2 separate regions of the Macaca mulatta genome follow, and region 1 is linked to region 2. A link is a contact called in public Hi-C data. All regions are on one chromosome and are shown on one strand. Each heading gives the region's core, a stretch centred on a gene start, on an enhancer-like site or on the middle of the called end of the contact. The rest is flanking DNA. Distances are from core to core; before and after follow the strand shown. Region 1 holds the start of MTF2 (metal response element binding transcription factor 2). Region 2 holds the start of TMED5 (transmembrane p24 trafficking protein 5).

Region 1 (5,552 bases), core at 1,057-3,556, 100 kb after region 2:
ATTTAGGATTGTTATACTGGATTTCACAGCAATAAACAAATTTTCCTGAAGAACAGGGAAAACAAAGTACAAACATATTAGCCATCAAAGATCGTTCATGAAAGTGTAGACTAACTAAAACAGCAGTTAAGTTTTACTTTCAGAACCATCAAGCTACAGATGTTGGTCACAGCAACTCCTCAGTTTCTTCAAGTCAGATGTAGAGATTATGCTGAAAAATGATTAAAGCAAATTATCCTTAAAAGATCCCACAAAAAGGAATATTTATAATCCATGAAATCAAAGAGTTAATGACCCACAGTAAAATACACAGAATAAAATGTCTTTCCCAACAGAGCTTTGAGGAAACGGGGATAATTTAAAGAACTATTAAATATAATTGTGTCATCTAGAAAAAAGGCTTAACAAGATGATTTCTGTACAACTAGTTCTAAAACTGTGTGTGCATTTCATCCTGATAGTCACACATTTCCGTTAATACCCACTAACATTATAAATGTAGTATCAGGAAGCAGGTGCGTTCTTAATTCAAATACTTAGAACAGTTTTAGCACTTTAAAAAACTGCAGGTGAACTAATTTTAAAATGTGAATTCAAATACATTTTTATATTTAGGAATCTGGAAAAACAACAGTCATTTTGTATTCCCTCTCAAGTTATAACTAAACTATCGGGCACTTAAAGCCATCAGTCAAAACAACTCCCTTTAAAGCACTTTCAAACCTTAAAAAGGTTATAATGAATTTAATTACATTTTATCCACATTAACTACTTCTACATTCAACTATCTTTGAAATTTACTGACAAAAAAAAAAAAAAAAAAGGAATTCCCAAGAGAGAATGAAAGCATGGAAATTGAAACCACCTTATAGGCTAGGTATACAGCAGGGTCACATGGAATCGACCTGAAGGAGAAAGTAACTACTATTACCACCGGAGGTTCTGGAGTCAAATTAAATCAGGTACTATTTACATATTTCTAGCTCTGTACTGACCTCACATGGTGCTTTCCTATGTATTACACACAGGCCTAGCTAGGTTTTCACATTTAAGTTAGGGTTACATGGTTTCTATCTTTAACCAAAGTTAAATGTTTTAAAGAATAGAGTAACATTCCACAAGCCTTTTCCCATTGTTCACAAACCCTTGCTGTTTGTCAGATCACCCCGATAAATCCATCTGTTCCCTCTAAATGCTTCCAAAGAAAAATTCAAGCAACCAAGGACACCAGATAGTAAAACACAGTCAGAGTTAGAGTTCTGGCACTACCGAAATATGTTAACAAATCTTGGCAAATTAGTTAAAATTCCTTAAGCCGTAATTACCTCAGTTGTAAGAATACAATACAAATCTACATCCTAGTTGTAGATTGTATGAGTTAGGTATAATTAAACAGAAGAAAGGCCTCAGATTTTCGGTGAGTTCCAAATATAAGGTACCCAGCTCTCCCCCATCTCACTTTCCCTTCCACCTCTTCCCTTTAAGCTTTCAGGTTGTGCTTCCACCTCCACTTCAGTGTGTTCCCCTTATCCTTACCAGCACCTACACTCGAACCCCTTTACTCCAATTCCATACAATTTCACCACCCTCCGATTCCAAGCTGCTACTTCCCTTTGCGCACTGCTAAGGTCCCAGGCAACCCTCCACTCTGCTCCCCACATTTCCCTCAGCCCCCATTTCCCAACGGCTCCTCCTCTCGGCTCCCCACTCCCTCGTCACCAGGTTCATCCTGCCCCTCCAACCGTCTCCCGCCCCCAGGTTCCTTCCTGCCCTCCAAACACAGCTTCCCCGTCTCAACGTTTCATCTTCCTCCAACAGACTCCCCCAACGACCTACTTGCTCCTTTAGTCCCTATTTTCTCCAACACTCAACTGACTACTCCTCTTCATCCATTCTTTTCAATATACACATAAATGCAAAGGCACCCACATACAGGAGCCCCCACCCCCACCTTGGTCCTCCATCTTTCCCTTTTATACATGCTTCCTTTCTTCCTCCTTCTCCCCCACCCCCATCTCCTCCGGAAGAGTCTGTTCCCAGGCCAAGGTCTCTCACCTCATTCGGTCACTTCAGTGGTGCCAACCGCTTCATACAGGAAAAAACAACCAATCCGTCCCCGTGGGCGCTTCCCCTGCGAGTCCGAGCACTTACTGGGCACCTGCCCCACCGGGTACCTGGCACATATGCACGCACAAACCGAGGTCTTTGGAGACGAGGGTAGGGGGTAGAATGAGCTTTCTTACACTGGCCTCAAACACAGCCCACTTCAATACAGCCCCTCGCCATTTTGGTTTCCCGCGGACTGCCGGTGCATTCTGGGAGCGCGGAGCGACTCCGGTGCCGAATGGCAGCTCTCCAAAGCCGCGGGGGGGCAGGGACTGCGCGGCGAGCGCGGAGGAACACCGCGTCCTGCGTCCCCGGCTGGGGCTGAACAAAGAAGGACTCTTTAACGTTGCAGTGAGGCTCAGTCCTTCCGCCGCCCGGGCTAACACAATAGTGAGCGCTGTGCTTCTGATCGGCGGCTGGCTGGGTCTGTTATACGGGAAAGGGTCGTGTGCGACCTTCGGTGTGCGTGGTCGTGACGGTGCTCTGTGCATCTTGCTGGGCCGATTTCTTTTCCCTGGAGAAAATCTTAACTGAAGTACGTTTCCTCTACCTTCATCCTGAGGCCTGCTGTTAGAATTTCCTTCAGCGGGGAGAAGACCCGAGATGTCGAGATTTAATTTTATTCAGCGATTCACTGTCCAGTCCCAAACTGCTTATCAGGAGCTGCTTTTATGAAAGACTTTCAGACGATTTTTTTCCTAACGATGAAAGGTTGTTTTCTGTTTACCCGCTTTGCAGTCCTTCCTAGCTGTAATGAAATCTGAGAATAGTCCCCTGCAAAATGGTTTAAGAAAACAATTGTTTATTAGTGCAGACCCTTAGCCTGCCCAGATTCTGCTGCCTACAGGGGTCCCAACTGACAAGCTGTGAGATTGTATGCTTGTCTCTTTAACTTACACCTAGACACAACCCAGCTCCTCTTAGTAGCCACGTGTGGAATCTTTCTTTATAACTTCGTCAAAATATTTTTAAAACCATTTTATATTTTTGTCTCATACTATGTCACAGGGATAGTGGACACCGTATTTTTTCTGTCTCTGAAAAAGTACCTCTTGTGGTCTAAGCTCATTTGGCTCATACTTCATAAGGGGTTCCCTCAGCCTGTGATCTCAGAATTTGGCAAATAAGCATATTCATTTTACCCAATACCATTCAATACTTTAAATATTGTGGTTGAACCCTTCCACTCCTCTGCTTCTCCTGAATAATAGTCCTAACCTTTTAAGTCTGTCTTCTTAGTGTGCCCTCATTGTATCTACTTACCTACTACCTTTCAGGTTTCACTTTATTTCAATTTTGATCATCGTCTCTCATAAATTCGTCTTAAGTGACCTTCATACGTTGGCTGAGGAAAATTTTGACTTAAAAAAAGTAGATGCAGCCGGGCGCGGTGGCTCATGCCTGTAATCCCAGCACTTTGGGAGGCCTAGACGGGCAGATCACCTGAGGTCGGGAATTCGAGACCAACCTGACCAACATAGAGAAACCGTGTCTCTACTAAAAATACAAAATTGGCCAGGTGTGGTGGCACATGCCTGTAATCCCAGCTACTCGGGAGGCTGAGGCAGGAGAATCGCTTGAACCTGGTAGGCGGAGGTTGAGGTGAGCCGAGATCAGGCCATTGCACTCCAGCCTAGACAACAAGAGCAAAAACTCCATCTCAAAGAAAAAAAGTAGATGCATTACCATTCAGGAGCATGGCATTAAGGTCAATAAATAAAATATTAAAAACTAGATGCATTCCAAAAATTAATAAAGATATTGCACAAACAGATGTATTTGCTGTGCAGCTAAGCCTAATCATAGAACACCTGTTTTGGAGAACATTTGGTCTCAGTTTTCCTCAGCTTTCTGTAAAGTGGTCAACAAGCCTCAACTTCAGAATCTTCAGTGATTCAATACTTCAGAGGCATTCATTTCCACCTCAGAAACTCTAATAATTTAGGCTCTTTGGCTACACAAAAGTATTCTAATCCCTTATACATTAGAGAAGTCAATTATGCCTCTATCGAAAAAAGTTTATTTTTCTGTGCAAACGTGTGAGTACAAAGGTGTAAGCAAACATTTTAAGGAAACCAAGTGTTCAGAGATTTAAGGACACTCAGGGAGTCACAGTCAAATATAGAGAATACCTGTCAGCCAGCCACCAGCAGCTCGCTCCTGTAATCTCAGTACTTTGAAAGGCCAAGGTAGAAGGATCACTTGAGCTGGGGAGTTCAAGACCAGTCTGCAGTCTGGGCAACATAGTGAGACCCTGTCTCTACAAAAAATTTAAAAATTAGCTGGGCCCCTGCCTGTAGTCCCAGCTATTCAGGAGGCTGAGGTAGTAGGATTACTTGAGCCCAGAAAATCTAGGCTGCTGCCCTCCAGCCTGGGCGACACCGAGACTGCCAAAAAAAAAACAAACAAACAAACAAACAAACAAAAAAACCTGCTGTAATTGTGGTTCCTCAGAAATATAAAGCAAAGTGAACTCTGGGTAAGAGTAAACTGTACTCTTTATTGTTGTATGTATTTCTGTGAACATCCTTACGGTCATTCATAAGTATTCTGGTTCCCCTCTCTGTTCCAGACACAGTAAAATTGCACTTTCTGGCTGGGCACGGTGGCCACGCTTGTAATCCCAGCATTTTGGGAGGCCAAGGCGGGCAGATCACTTGAGGTCAGGAATTCCAGACTAGCGTGGCCAACATGCCAAAACTCTGTCTCTACTAAAAATACAAAAATTAGCTGGGCATGGTGGTGTACGCCTGTAATCCCAGCTATTCGGGAGGCTGAGGCAGAGAATCACTTGAACCCGGGAGGCAGAGGTTGCAGTGAGCCAAGATTGCACCACTGCACTCCAACCTAGGCGACAGAGGGAGACTCTGTCTCAAAGAAAAAAGAAAAACAAATTGCACTCTCTTGCACCCCTGAAGTTAATTGCTTTGACCAATAAATGGGTGACATGTATCACTTATCAGGAGAATCTTTAAGAAGCAGAGGCACATCTCCCTCCCCCATGTTATGGTAATCATGGAAGCTTGTGTTGAGATAGAATGTCTGTAGCTTTCAGTTCCTAAATGTCTACAATAAGCAGTGACTAGAATTGTGCAATCATCACCACAATCTGCTTTTAAGACATTTCCATCACCCCCCAGGAATTCATTATGCCCATTTGCAGTCAACCCTCCTTCCAAGCCCTAGGCAATTTGCTATCTGCTTTCTGACAATTTCGCATAAATGATTTCATACAGTAAGTAGTCTTTTGCATCTGGCTTCTTTCACTCAAAATGATATTTTTTAGGTTCATCTACATTGTACCAGTCAGTAGTTCTTTCTTTTTATTGCTAAATAGACTCCATTTGAATGAATGTACTAATTTTGTTTATCCATTCACCAGTTGAAGGACATTTAGGCTATTACGAATAAGACTGCTATGAACATTTCTGTACAAGTCTTTGTGT
Region 2 (5,686 bases), core at 2,866-5,365:
AAAATTTTTTTTAAGTAGGCAGGCCTAAAACCAACACTTCTTTTAACTAGATAGGTGTAAAAATAATAACCTTATCTCTTGCCTTTTTTTGAAAATCAGTGCTGCTACCAGATATTTTACAAACGTTTTCATAAGGTGAATAATTCAGAAGTCCAGGGTGGCTAGGCTGAACATCCAAAATTAGCCTTTCAGACCTTGAAGGATTAGGGGCATAATCAGAATTTTCACTTGGACTAACACTAGAGAAAAAAGAAAAAACATATTTCAGTTCTTGGATATTCACTATAAATTGCTATACATTAAATAAGAAAATAGAAAACCTGAAATGCTGCTAAGTAGATTCACAGTTATGAACATAAGGCAATGTTCCACTAAATTTTAAATAAATCATAATTACTTTTAAACTAGCAAACTGTATTTCTAGAGCCTCTATGCTGATTACTTAAGATTCAAAAAAGCATTAAAAAATTAATAAAGCCCAAAAATATATTTTATACTGAGTTCTAATACACTGAAAGTGTTTTTAATATGCAAAGAGGCTTCTCTAATATTCCTATTTTTCCCTAAACTGAAAGTTATATTAAAAAGTATAAGAAAATTATTTCTTATTCCAGAGACACTTTAGAAACAATACATAATAATGAAATTCACACATTTTATATTGATATATTTAAGGCACAGTGAATTCTGTATGTGATTTTACCTACTTACCTGGATAACTCTTCCCCTAAACTCTGCAAACTCCATTCTGTTATCTTCAGTTCATGTCTTAAGGAAGCAACATTTGCAAGCAAACTTTCCTCTTCATTGTCTTTATTACAGTAGTCTGATGAACTAGATTCCATTTCTTAAAAAAAAATGAATTTCTTGTACCTTGCCTGAAAGATTCTGTAGTTTCAGTCAAAATACTCACACGAATAGAATTTAACTCATTAGTTTTCTATTTCAAATGTTGTGAAATCTTTCATGGCAGTTTAAAACAAAACAAAAAATCAATAATAATGAATTTATCTGTAGTGTAAAGCCATAAAGGAGTTCAATACAATTTCAATGAATGAATTTTTCATTTTAGCCAGGGTCTAGTTATATAGTTCCCCTTTTCTAAGCATACCCGATCTTCCTAGCAATTGTTAAGTATTTTCATTCCATGTTAAGGAAACAAAGAATTAGACATTAAATAACTTGCTCAAAGTCCCACAAACTGTAAATGGTGAAATCAAGACTTGAATCCAAGTCACTAGGATGCAAAGACCATTAAATTATGTCTCATTGTAGCTTTATTACTTATTACATATCAATTTCAATATGAGGTGTTTGAACTTTCACAATCACACTACGAGTACTACACATCTGATTAAATGGTATCATTACAGTCATTCATATTTTGTTAGAAGGGAATTTATTACCACATAAAAGTTATCTCGTCCTTCTACGCCCAATAGTTACAAAATTTAAAAAACACACATTTACAAGTCACAACCATAGGGATCAAAATAACATTTGGCAGGTCAACTTAAAGAAATAAACGAAGAAAAGCTTTTGCTTCTTCAGTGGATGAGTATCTCTAGGGTTGTGTAACTACTAAATTTCTTTGCATATAAAAAACCATAATAAAGCATCATATTTTATTATTGTAATTAATACAATAAAAAAACTAAAGCTTTATAATCTCCACTACTTCTGTAGAGCTTTCTGCGCAATCTTAAAATTACATTCCTCTTTCAGATCCCATTTACCTTTTTCATTGTAGCATTTCCTTCAACGCCCTTCTTAGCATTCTGCTCCCATCCCAGGTTCCAAAAGGGTGGGAGTCCTGTCATTACGTTCAGGACTGCAATGTACTTACAGAGGCTCAATATTTTGAATGAATTAACAAATACTAAACTATCCTTCCTTCCCTCAACCAGTCAGAATGGTATGCTACATTTATTCCCCACTCAAAAATTCTCAAATGTAGGGAGGAAGATTAAAAAGAAAACTCCCACCTTAAGGAAAGAAAGTGGCAGGAAATTAAATGAGATACTGTGTAATCTTAATAGACAAACTGGTTCTATCCTCTTTCCCTTTTTTGTTTCCACAAATTTCCTTCTGCTTAAGTGACAAGACTCTCGCAGACAAGTCAATAAATCAGGTCCCCATCTTGCTTTATCTATTCAACATCTCTAGCTCTCTGTAGGATGGTGAAGGAGAAAAGGGTTGAGAAAATTGGGCAAAATCTATAATGCCATCTGGTATTATATATTTCGTCTTAAATCAGGTTTTAGTTCAACATCTGTGTATTTTCATGTAAGAAATAACTGTCAGACCGGGAGCGGTGGCTCACGCCGGTAATCCCAACACTTTGGGAGGTTGAGGCAGGTGGATCACGAGGTCAGGAGTTAAAACCTGGTGAAGATGGTGAAACTCCGTCTCTACTAAAAATACAAAAAAATTAGGCATGGTGGCGGGCGCCTGTAATCTCAGCTCTGGGGAGGCTGAGGCAGAGAATTGCATGAACCCGGGAGGCGGAGGTAGCAGTGAGCCGAGATCACACCACTGCACTCCAGCCTGGGCAACAGAGTGAGACTCCGTCAAGAAAGGGGAGGGGAGGGGAGGGCAGGAGAGGGGAGGGGAGGAGGGGAGGAGGGGAGGAGGGGACGGGAGGAGAGGAAAGGGGAAAGGAAAAAGGAAAGAAAGGCAGACAGAAAGACAGAAAGGGAGGAAGGGAGGGAGGGAGGAAGGAAGGAAAGAAAGAAAAGAAAGAAAAGAGAAGAGGAGGAAAAGAAAAGAAAGAAGAAAGAAAGGAAAGAGAGAGAGAGAAAGAAAGAAAGAAAGAAAGAAAGAAAGAAAGAAAGAAAGAAAGAAAGAAAGAAAGAAAGAAAGAAAGAAAGACAGACAGAGAGGAAGGAAGGAAGGAAGGAAGGAAGGGAGGGAGGGAGGGAGGGAGGGGGAGGGGAGAGGAGGATGAACTCCCTAACTCTTCTGCCGTAGCAATGAATATATTTGATACTAAAATGTTTTCATTTTCCTAGTGGGCCATTTACTGTCAGATGAATGCCCTTAACCTCAATTTACAGTAGTTACCCAAAACAGTATATCTTCACTGACTGAATACCAAGAAAAGCACATCATCCTACTCATGGACCTTAACAACATCATCTTTGGGCCCTAATTAAGAATGTGTTTGTAGGTTTGCACACGCACACCCATCAAACGAAGGACAAGTGTTCTTTTATACCCTATGTATGTGATACAATGGGCTGCAGTTGAAAAAGATTCCTCATTTTGGAAAGAGGTCATAACTTTGTATAGTAGTCTCCTGTCTCAAGATTGCTTGACACAGCTGATCCCGCATCCGTCTGAAAGAAGCAGGGGTCGGGGGCGGACGTGACATCTTCCTTTCAGTTTGTTTTTTTTTTAAGGAAATACTTTTTTTTTTTTTTTTTAATTTTATGGAGACAGTGTCTCGCCATATTGCCAAAGCTGGCCTCGAACTCCTGGGTTCAAGCAATCCTCCTGCCTTGGCCTCCCAAAATGCTGAGATAACAGGCCTGAGCCACTGCGCCCAGACTCCTATTTTTCATCAAATAAAATACAACCGTTCAGAGGAGCATGCTCAGCAACCGCAAGGACCAGTCCCAGCGCATCCAAGGTGCCGGGAGGGAAAGGAACAAAACTCCCCCAGGTAAGCTGTTTTCCCCACGCCAAGGGGCAGTCGCTCACCACCCAAGTCGCAGCTGGGGAGAGACTCACCCGGCGACTGCGCGCTTCGCACTCGAGTCTACGTTAGGAAGCCTATGACCCTCTCCAGGGCCCCTGCGCTTGGAAGCCTCGGACGCTACTTGGAGAACCAGCGAACCCCGGCAGCACGGAATTCGAACCGCCGCGGGAGCCGTTGGCACACGCCTACCCGGCCGCTGCCCCGCCCCAGCGCAGACTGCGTGAGGCGCCGCCGGAGGCGCGGGGCTTGCCGGGAATCGTGGTCGGCGAGCGCGTCCGAGCCCACTAGCCGAGCCCGCCCGGGACTACATTTCCCACAATCACCGCCAGGATGCCCATTGGTGGGGGAAGCCATGGGAACCAGAGGCCGTCAGTGGGAGAGGCGGGCGGCGCTCACGCCTGGCCTGAGGGGGCCGAGACTGAGGCGGTGGCGGAACGGGGCTGCTGGCCCCGCCCTGAGTCCCTACCCTTTGGAGGACTGCGCTTCTCCTTCGGAGGGAGTGTTCGCCGCCGCCGCCGCGGCCGCCACTTGGAGTTTCTTCAGACTCCAGATTTCCCTGTCAACCACGTGGAGTCCAGAGAGGAAACGCGGAGCGGAGACAGCAGTATCCCACGCCTCTTGCAGCCCGGATCACCCCAGCAGGGATGGGCGACAAGACCTGGCTGCCCTTCCCCGTGCTCCTTCTGGCCGCTCTGCCTCCGGTGCTGCTGCCTGGAGCGGCCGGCTTCACACCTTCCCTCGACAGCGACTTCACCTTTACCCTTCCCGCCGGCCAGAAGGAGTGCTTCTATCAGCCCATGCCCCTGAAGGCCTCGCTGGAGATCGAGTACCAAGTAAGTGCGGAGGATAAACCAGCCTCCTTCCTTTAACCCAGCTACACTGCGTTGTCGCCTCTCACCCGTTTAGAAACTTCTGGTGGACGGCCCGGGTGGTGAAGAGGCGAGGGTCGTCCGGGAAGCCGGCCCGCTCTGCGCAGGCGCGCGAGGCGAGGCAAGGCGAGGCTCACGCTGAGGCCGGGGACCCAGAACTTAGGCTGGACCTGGAATTGACAACTACCCCGCCTAATCCCCTTTCCTTCGGTCGGAAAGAGGCCAGAACTGGTGATGTCGCTGGCTTTTCTGTTTCGTAATTCGCCTATCGCTTTTCTTAGCCACTACACGCTCCGATACTGAGAATTTCACAATGCGGAACTGATACACGTTCTCCTTCATCATTGGACGAGGTGATGACACTTGTTTGAATCACCCCCACCCCTTTCACACAATTCAGATGTTACAGATCTTCACTGTCTTTGCTTCAGTTAAGGGTTTTTGAATTATGATCATGTAATTATCACTAAGCCCAATTTTGAAATTTTTTGGAAGAGGCTGTTGCTATATTTAATCATACATTGCCGTTTAAGTTATATATGCATTATTTTCAAAAGATCAAATCGTATATTAAAACTTTATAACCTTTCCTTTCTTTTCATTGAGCATTGTAAGCATTTCCCTCGTGTCATTTTTTTTGGGGGGGGGGGGTTGTTTGTTTTTTTTTTTTTTTTTTTGAGACGGAGTCTCGCTCTGTTGCTCAGGCTAGAGTTGGAGTGCAGTGGCGCAATCTCGGCTCACTGCTGCAACCTCTACCTCCCGGGTTCAAGCGATTCCCCTGCCTCAGCCTCCCGAATGGCTGAGATTACTGACGTGCGTCACCACGCCCAGCTAATTTTTGTATTTTTAGTAGAGACAGCGTTTCACCATGTTGGCCAGGCTGGTCTCGAACTCTCGACCTCAGGAGATCCTCCCGCCTCGGCCTTCCAAAGTGCTGGGATTACAGGCGTGAGCCACCATGCCCAGCATGTTTTCTTTTTAGTATCTGCATAATATTCTTGCTGGGAATTACCTTATTTTATGTAGTCATGCTAGTAGGGGGTAATTTCTTAGAAGAAATCTTGTTCGTTCCACACAGCAAATTTCGATGTTTTCAGGTAGCAGTACAGGAAAAAAA

Evidence for each region. Hi-C and Micro-C count contacts between places; a contact is called where the count stands out from the background.
Region 1: a Hi-C map of fetal cortex germinal zone shows a contact between it and region 2, with 2.0 times the contacts expected there. The contact joins the promoter of MTF2 here to the promoter of TMED5 in region 2. A contact is called at or near these places in 2 of 14 Hi-C or Micro-C datasets (fetal cortex germinal zone and liver).

The regions. Positions count from the first base shown.
Region 1 is chr1:147,220,246-147,225,797 of T2T-MMU8v2.0, forward strand. MTF2 (metal response element binding transcription factor 2) reads right to left here and starts at 2,307. Exons shown (of 16, transcript XM_077952975.1): 1 at 2,056-2,307.
Region 2 is chr1:147,118,540-147,124,225 of T2T-MMU8v2.0, forward strand. TMED5 (transmembrane p24 trafficking protein 5) reads left to right here and starts at 4,116. Exons shown (of 4, transcript NM_001266841.2): 1 at 4,116-4,533. The coding sequence starts at 4,345. It overlaps CCDC18 (coiled-coil domain containing 18), which reads right to left and starts at 4,857. Exons shown (of 29, transcript XM_028847494.2): 1 at 3,733-4,857; 2 at 712-847; 3 at 71-239. The coding sequence starts at 845.